Linked DNA regions of Hordeum vulgare: region 1 is linked to region 2. The links are chromatin contacts, called in public Hi-C maps. All regions are on one chromosome and are shown on one strand. The core of a region is the stretch at or near the end of the contact, and the rest is flanking DNA. Distances in the headings are between cores, read along the strand shown.

What was found. Hi-C and Micro-C count contacts between places; a contact is called where the count stands out from the background.
Region 1: a Hi-C map of leaf shows a contact between it and region 2, with 9 times the contacts expected there. The contact joins two enhancer-like sites. A contact is called at or near these places in 2 of 6 Hi-C or Micro-C datasets (leaf and seedling).

The regions. Positions count from the first base shown.
Region 1 is chr5H:551,498,348-551,502,714 of MorexV3_pseudomolecules_assembly, forward strand. No RefSeq gene overlaps it. Among protein-coding and RNA genes, the nearest start is that of LOC123398953, 90 kb to the left of the region's middle. Within about 2 kb of position 2,279, at least 2 of the 3 cell types and tissues checked have open chromatin away from gene starts, as enhancers often do. A contact at or near this core is called in leaf, where this site is marked.
Region 2 is chr5H:551,463,918-551,468,113 of MorexV3_pseudomolecules_assembly, forward strand. No RefSeq gene overlaps it. Among protein-coding and RNA genes, the nearest start is that of LOC123398953, 56 kb to the left of the region's middle. Within about 2 kb of position 1,289, at least 1 of the 3 cell types and tissues checked has open chromatin away from gene starts, as enhancers often do. A contact at or near this core is called in leaf, where this site is marked.

The DNA.
Region 1 (4,367 bases), core at 1,029-3,528, 35 kb after region 2:
TGTGGGCCTCTAGATCCTACTCGTTCTTGTGTTGTTGTGTGCGTGATAATATGCTTCTGCTGATGCACTCGTGGTCTTTAAATAGGCATCGGAGGGGTAACGCGCGACAACAGCAGAAGGAGAGGGAGGGGCAGGTGGAGAGACAAGTGTCAGTGTTGTAGTGAATGCTTTTGTTTACATTCAGGAGTAAATTTTGCAAACGTGGAGGTAGAAGGGGTAGATGAACAGAGTCTATTGCTTGTGTTTTCTACGATGCTTCCTTTTCCCTAGCAACTGGGCTTCAAAATTCCCGATTTGAGCGGCTCAAAGCACAGCTTTGACAATTATACTTGGAATATAAGCCTATTAGGGACCATGGACATGGAACTGTGTCCCGCCAAATGGGTATAATTTCTTTTGTTGCGACCCAGTTTGGAGTGAACATCAGAGAAAATAATGGTAGTACAAATTAGGCAATTAAGTTGGGAAGAGGATTGGGAGCACCCTATGAGTATTAAATTTAAAAATCAGGGGAATTTAGAAATATCTGGAATTTTGGGATGTCAAATTTGGGTTTCCAATCTACTCCCATGTGAAGTTTTTAAGAAAAATATCAGGAAATGTGTTCTCAATAAAAAATAAAAAAAATCTAGTTATATAGAAAAAAAACTGTTTGGATGGATCATAGATCGGACTATATTTTCTTCGCCACAGATATGGTTCCTAATATAGTTTCATGAAACTTCACAAGAGAGTAGATTGGGCATCCAGGTTTTATATCCCCAAACTTCACAATGGCAATTGTTTATCATGGTGTTAATTCAAAACTTTGGTTTGTTAGAACCAACAAGAATAACTCGTTTTCTTCATTTTGCTTACAATTTTTCTCTTTCTATTCAGTTCAGATGAGTTTTTGTCAGCTGCAGCGGCTGCATATTGTACGCACCCCACACATACCGAGCTTGCCATTTAATTATGTATGCATAGCCTAGAGGGCCCAAGCTAGCTCGTGTTAGCTCAGGAATTGTTTACTCAGGAATTGGGTGGGTGGGTAAATTTCGGTGGAGGAAGAGAGGCGAGGCGACGAAATGGTTCGGTTAATGAATATGTTGCTCGTGTTTTGTATTTCCTCCCTTTTAAAATAAATGTCTTAAACTTAGTATAATTTTATACTAGAGCTAATACAAAGTCGAGACAGTTATCTTAGAACCAAAAGGGTAATATATTTGTTTTTGAGATGATGCTTGTGTTTTATAAAGCTTGGTCTGCTAATTTGTGGAGCAAAAATGTTACACTTATGGACAACCTACGGATGAAACTTACGGACTCTGCCCGCTAAATGAATGGGCCGCACTGGGCGTCGGCGCGCCGGCACGACCGCTTGCGTCGGTCGGAGCCCAACCGTCAGATCCACGGACCACACAGTTAGATCTTTCATGGAGCAAAAATTCCTCGATGCATCAAATTTAGGCCACGACGCGGCGAATTTCGTCCACGGTTGTAATAAAAAATATGATTGTAGCAAAAAATATCAAAGTGGTCATAGGAAAATAAGGACGCTGATGATGGGTGGTAGCAAAACAAAATGTGGGTTGTAGCAAAACAATTCGGTGATCTCGGATTGCAACTCTCACGAACGTGTATGTAACTTTTTTAATGAACGATTGCAACAAAAATTAATACGGTTGTAACAAAAATCAAATGCCGGTTGTAGCAAAAAAAATCCAAAAAACTCGAGTTGCAACCAAACATGAATGTAACTTTTTTAATAAACAAATTGTAGCAAAATAAAAAACGGTTATAGCAAATTTAAACGTCATTGCAGCTAATCTGGACGAAAAAATGTTGCAAGCCCTGACCAACCAGCCGTGTGGGCCGCACGCGACCGGCCGAACGATTCGGCCGGCACGCCGGCTGGAAGCGTTTCCCTAAACGAATCTTCTCCCCCGTGATTTCCAGGGTGGGTCCTGCTGCCCCGCTTTCTCATTTAGCACTGCAGGCACCGGTTTCTTTGATTTTCAGCTACACTATGTAGTGAGAAGTAAGTTAGACTAATAACATGTATATGTTACTAGTCTATTTTACTATCTTATTACCTTTATAGTGAGGAGTAAGGGCATCTTTAATGGTAACCCGCAAATTTTCATAAGTTTATTTTAACTCGTAATTGCTTTTATGCACACACTTGCAATGTTCAGCATCACAGGTACGCAGAGGTACGTGCACGTTCTTGAATCCCCCCAACGCGTCTTAACCATTAACGCAGATCATGGTGGGCCATCGCCGGCGCCTCTACCGCTGTGCCTCTCACCGGCCCCCCCAATACTGCCATATTCTGCCACGCTCCTTACGCGTTCACCGACGTAGCCGGGTGGGCTCGTGGCACCGGTGAAGATGTCGACATCGTTGTCGTTGAAGCCCCCGCAGCAACCGCCGCCCAGGGTGGGAGGCCCGGTAGGTTCCCCATGCCTCCCGAGCCCACGAAGTTGTTCCCCATGTCCTCGGCGCCTGCCACCACGGTCTTTTTCTCATAGGTGGCGTGGGCGGCGAGGCAGAGCACAGGACGAAGGAGGCTCTATACTTTAGTCGCTCCCATGTTGTTTGTGTGAGATGTAGCGACTGCTTATACTTACGGTGTGGTGGAGTTTGCGTTTAAATAACTGCGGAGAAGTACGTACGACGGAGAGTCCTCAGGGGCAGATTGATGGTATGTGTAAATGAGGCCTGTACGAGACTGCTGACCCTCCGGTGAATGTTTTTGTCCAGTCCAAGACTCTACGACATCTGCTGCTCGTGTTTCCTTAAGAATGAATGAGGTTTCCCTTTTCCTAGCAAAATGAAGACCGTCCTTCTAAATGTGCCCAACATTTTTAGGCTTCTAAATTTGCTGGACTAGTCAGTCGCAAGCCCAAGCGGCCAAGCATATGTTGGTTTCTTTAGAGAAGTATTTTCTATAGCTGTCAAACAACATCACCTTTTCGTCCAGTGCATATATACTAATATACATTTTTATTGAAACACGGTTCCTTAGGATCCGATCCATTAATAAAATAGAAGATAGTTGCTCGATTAATTATACTAATATACATGATGATCACTACCTAGCTGTGCACAGAAGAGAGAAAATTCGGGACAAGTTGAGAAGGCTTTTACCTCTTGAACAAAAATACTTGCAACATGAGCCTCTTAACAAACATGGAAGTGTATCCCAGCAGAAAGAAAAAATATTAATTGCCATGGAACTGTGCCGCTGCAAACAAAAAAATAAAATGGAATTGTGTCTGACGTCGATTGTTGGATCAAATGACAGAGTAATTTCGAGTGAGCATCCATTGAACGTTTGTTGGAAAAGGCAGTGTCTAGGAGGCACTTAAGCAGGCACTTAAGCATGCTTAAGCACTAGGCGATGGCTAAACACCTTGCCTAGGGCATAAATGGAAGAATAGGCAACACAAGTAAAAAATTGTGTAAACGTGAAATCATGTAGTACGATATTGCCAAACGGGTAATATTTCAATGGCAATAGCTAGTACTTCACTTATTTGTAAGTCCATTATTAAAATACAGATATAATAGCACAAATACATCCTAATAGAGAAAACTACATCACTGCCTACGCCACACCAATGGCGCTTAAGCACAACCTAGGCACTAGGCGAAGGCCAACTACCTCCCTTATGCCTACTGCTTTTCCGACCTCCGATGAACCAAACATAGAATAGGCAATTCAGTTCGGACTATTTTGAATCTTAATCACTCATCTCCCTAATTTACAATACTAGTTAGATGGGAGATAAATTAAAACAATAGTTGATAAGTTGTACAAATTGAGGTAAAAAGTTGCATTTGAGAAAAAAAAATGAAATAGTAACATTTGATCAATACATCGCCAACTAACAGGTTTCAACGAATTATAGGGAGTTCCCAACTTACAGTTTTACAGTTGGTTTTAACCTAGCCAACTTAAAACAATTATCACTATTCTTATAAAAGATGAATCCAAAGTACCGTGAGTTTGATCAAGGATAAAACCAATGATCTCTTACGTTATTATGAAAATATTTTCCACGAAAAGAAACGTCATACTGTCACATTTAATTTTCACCTATGTTGCAAATTTTATTGTATATGCTTCCATTTAATTACTTGACATTTTAACCTTGATTAGTTGGACTTCATAATGTTTCATTATTATGTACATAATAGTTCTATTCCTGAAAATATTTTTATACTGGTAGCATGTAGGTGGAATAGTTAGATTTCTATACATACGTTACTATTAAATTACGCTCACTAAGCTTCCTTGTAGGCATGGTGCAACAAAACAAATCCATAAATAATCAAAGTATAACTACATGCACAGACCATACATGGTGAGTATTCTTATT
Region 2 (4,196 bases), core at 39-2,538:
ATCCTAAAGGAATCATAAGAACACACATGGGGCTTCCTGCTAGAGCTCGTGCGAGAGGAGACATGCATGACCTACCGTCTCGCAAAGAGCGAGATTTAACTCTCGCTAAATGGAGGTGGGCGAGGTGTGCAAGGCAACCAATTCGGGGGTATGTAGAATAGAGGGCAAATTGCCCATGCAGGGACAATGTGTGGTACTCCCTTTGTTCCTAAATTATAAGTCTTTCTAGAGGTTCCGCTAGGGGATTACATACGGATGTATGTAAACATACGTTAGAATGTAGATTCATTCATTTTGCTTTGTATGTAATCCCTTAATGAAATTTCTTAAAATACTTATATTTAGGAACGAAGGAAGTACATCCCAATAGCGTGGCTCGGTTACTCCGGTGGGTCACTAGCTCGCGCACAACTTGTTTTTTTCTGGCTTGCCCTTGCTCGAATTTTTTGGGCTAAGGTTTCTGACAAATTAGGAAAATATATGAATTTTAAAACTGTTCACAATTTTTTTCGAAAATGATTAGTAAATTCCAAAATGTTCACCAATTAGGTTTTTTCCAAATTTCGAGAAAAGTTCATGGATTTTTAATATTTTTTTCCAATTTACAAAAATGTTGATGGATTATGAGACAATGTTCAAGGATTTAATTTTCCATGAATTTAAAAGTTATCCTTGAAATTTTAAACATACCGACACATTTGTAAACAGTCAATGCGAAATTTATGTGGCTAGTTATCCTGAAAAGCTAGTTTAAGCATCTCCCAACAATGCCTCTAATAAGATAACAATGTAAATAGAACACCATTGTCAGGTATAATCAACTCGATCGAGTTAGACAAACCTGAAGCTCGAGACCAGGTGCTTAAGTAGCATCACCATTGAGGTTCTTTAACATTAACATCTTCAAAAAGGAGCGACAATCAAGCGTCGTCGTCACCGGAACCAAAGACACAAGGCTAGAGGCTAGCTTTTCATCCTGAAAAGCTAGTTTAAGCATCTTCGAACAATGCCTCTAAGAAAATAACAATGTGAACAGAACGCCATCATCAGGTATAATCAACTCGATCGAGTCAGACAAACCTGAAGCTCGAAACCAGGTGCTCAAGTTGCACCAGCATCGATGTCGCACATGTGTTGTCACCATCTCATAGTCGTGTCCAGTAGTCGATATGTGCATACGGTGGGACTAACTAAGCCTTGTCGGCACATATTGATGGATGGTATGTTGTGCCATCACGTCATACAGTGCTCTTTAGTGCTATGCCAGATCAGTGTACGCATGTCCCCGGCGTTTCCCTGGCCGGTCCTGAGCTGATGCTTATCGACCTCACTGGTCCTGACACCGACGACGAGGACGTCTAGGACAGCGATTTTTTAATGTTTAATTAATGTAATAAGGACGCGTGAACTCGCGTCGGCCTTCGTGGCCGGTTTAATATTTTTTTTAAATGGTTTGCATTTTTTTCACGGTTCATTAAAATGAGTTGGATGCATGCGCATGTCGAGCGACGTCCGGTAGTTCGCCTCCTAGAGAAGGCGTGCCTCCCACTCGTGTAGAATCCGACGGCCTAAGCCGGCTGCCTCCGCTCCCTCGCCGGGGGTGTCCTGCGGTGGAGGCGAGAGATATGGGGACATGGGGATGGATGACAAGTGTGCGGCGAGCGGCCGTGAGTCACAACATTTATACCGGGAAAAGGGGCGAGAATAGTGTGTAAGCGTGAGGGGAATGGACGGAACGCGTGGTGGTTTGCCATCACCGCGTCACCATACCTTGGAAACCCATCCGGTGCGAGAGTCGAGGCCATGAGGATGACGAAGGCTCTCGACGATGCATAGTCGCTGACTTGGCGGCTCCACACGGGAGGAATCTGGCGCGTATATTTTCGTACCAAATTCCTTTTCCCTGGCGCCCCCGGGTGCCCCCCGTTGCGCTGGGTTTGGTATGGTCTGCCGGCGCCAATTTCGGCACTAACCGACAAAATTTGGGTTCCTGAGGGCGCGACTGGGCGATTTTCTTTTACGTCAGCGAAAGAAAAAGAACTAAGGGCCTGTTGGGGGACGGCTGGAGATGCTCTAAATGAGGCGAACATGAGAGGGCGTGTGGCACAGGGAATGTTGGCTCAGAATTCAAAAGGGTGGGCAAAGGAATTTTGGCTCCACCTTGAATAATTAGGAAAGTATCTGGATTTGAAAACTTATTTTCTGGCTTGCATACAACTTATTTTTTTCACTCAAAGAAACTAGCTCGGGTACAACTTTTTTTTTGGCTCAACCTTTCTCGGGACAATTTTGGCTAAGGTTTATGAAAAATTAAGAAAACATGTGAATTTTACAAATGTTCATGATTTTTTCAAAAACCGTTAGTGAATTTAAAAACATCAATTGTTTTTCCAAAATGTTCACCAATTTGTTTTGCTTTCAAATTTCAAGAAATGTTCATGGGTTTTTAAAATGTTTTCCAATTCAAGAAATGTTAATGAATTATGAAATAATGTTCAAGAATATTATTTTCCAAGAATTTAAAAGTTATTCATGAAAATTTGAACATATCCATGCATTTCTAAACAGTCAAGAACTTTACAAGCATTCATTTAAAACAGCTTGCAGATGTCCTTAAATGAATTATAAAAATGGTTCTTAACGCTGTACCGACAGTAGCTACTGTATGTACTCCCTCCGGTCCTTTTTACCTTGCCCATAACTTTTTTTCGTTTTTCCTGCATTAGTCTGCTCATTAGCATTTTGTGACAGTTTTTTTCCCGTTTTACCCCTATTTATTTGGGGTGCATGCAACTGTTCGTGCGCTTGGGAGAAAGAGGCACCGCACCATGCGGCCAATCAGTTTACATGCAAGGACTGGGCATGGGAGGTTATGGCTGCATGCATCCCCGGTTTTCATGTGAGGACCCCGCGTGGGAGGTGACACGGCTGCATGCAGCCAGTAAATTTGCACACATCAAGTAAGAGCAAGTACAATAAGGTACACTCAGCAGTTTGTAAGGAATAAAATATTATATTTTTACTGAGTTGGATGAGAGAGAAGAGGAGAGAGAAAGAAAGCGGACTCTTCGTGAAGAGCCAGCTCTAGCACGTGCTCCTAGGTGCTTTGTGAGAATGAAAGGTGGGCCACACATGATAAAATAGTACTCTTTTATAGCTAACTATTGTACAACCTAGCTATAAGATGGACTATAAGATGCCTTATAGCCAGCAGTTGGCTATACTATTAACCATGCTCTAAAGCTGCTTCCAATCGATGCATGCAGCAATTAAAAGGGTTGTAGCTATTCCATGCAGTACAGGGGTAGACTAGTCCAAAACTACTCACAAAATTCACTCCTTTGTATTAGAGTCAAGAGTTATACGCAGAGTAAAAAGGACCGGAGGGAGTACATTGATGGCCCGGGGCGCATGTGGATTGCCTAAGACACTGTAGCATTCATAAAAAAAATTGTAGTTGAGTGTTTTCAACAAAAGGTAAATTTTATTAGCTCAAAATAAAGTATTAGAGGAAATAAATATAATAAGCATATACTCAATCTTTACATAGTTAGGACGCACATAATCAACACCAAGGCACGCACATAAAAACACCCGAACAAATATTACAATCATATAAGACCAAAGATATGTTTAGGCAAGGAAAGAAACCATTCAAAGCGATCGGATCAGCTATCAACAAACTAAATCAGCGACTATATTCATACCAATCATCTCATGACAACACACATATGACGAGGTTCTTTAACATTAACACCTTCAGGAAGGAGCGACAATCAAGCACCGTCGTCACCGGAACCAAAGACACAATGCTAGAGGCTACGTTTTCATCCTGAAAAGCTAGTTTAAGCATTTTCGAACAATGCCTCTAACAAGATAACAATGTAAACAGAACGCCATTGTCAGGTATAACCAACTCGATCGAGTCAGGCAAACCTGAAGCTCCAGACCAGGTGCTCAAGTAGCGCCACCATCGATGTCGCACATATGTTGTCACCACCTCGTAGTCGTGTCCAGTAGTCGATGTGTGCATACGGTGGGACTAACTAAGACTTGTCCGCACATATTGATGGATGGTATGTTGTGCCATCACGTCATACAGTGCTTTTTAGTGCCATGCCAGATCAGTGTACGCATGTACGCAAGTGCACGATGAAAGCACGTGCACGAAGATTTCATGGGGCAGCCAGTACTGC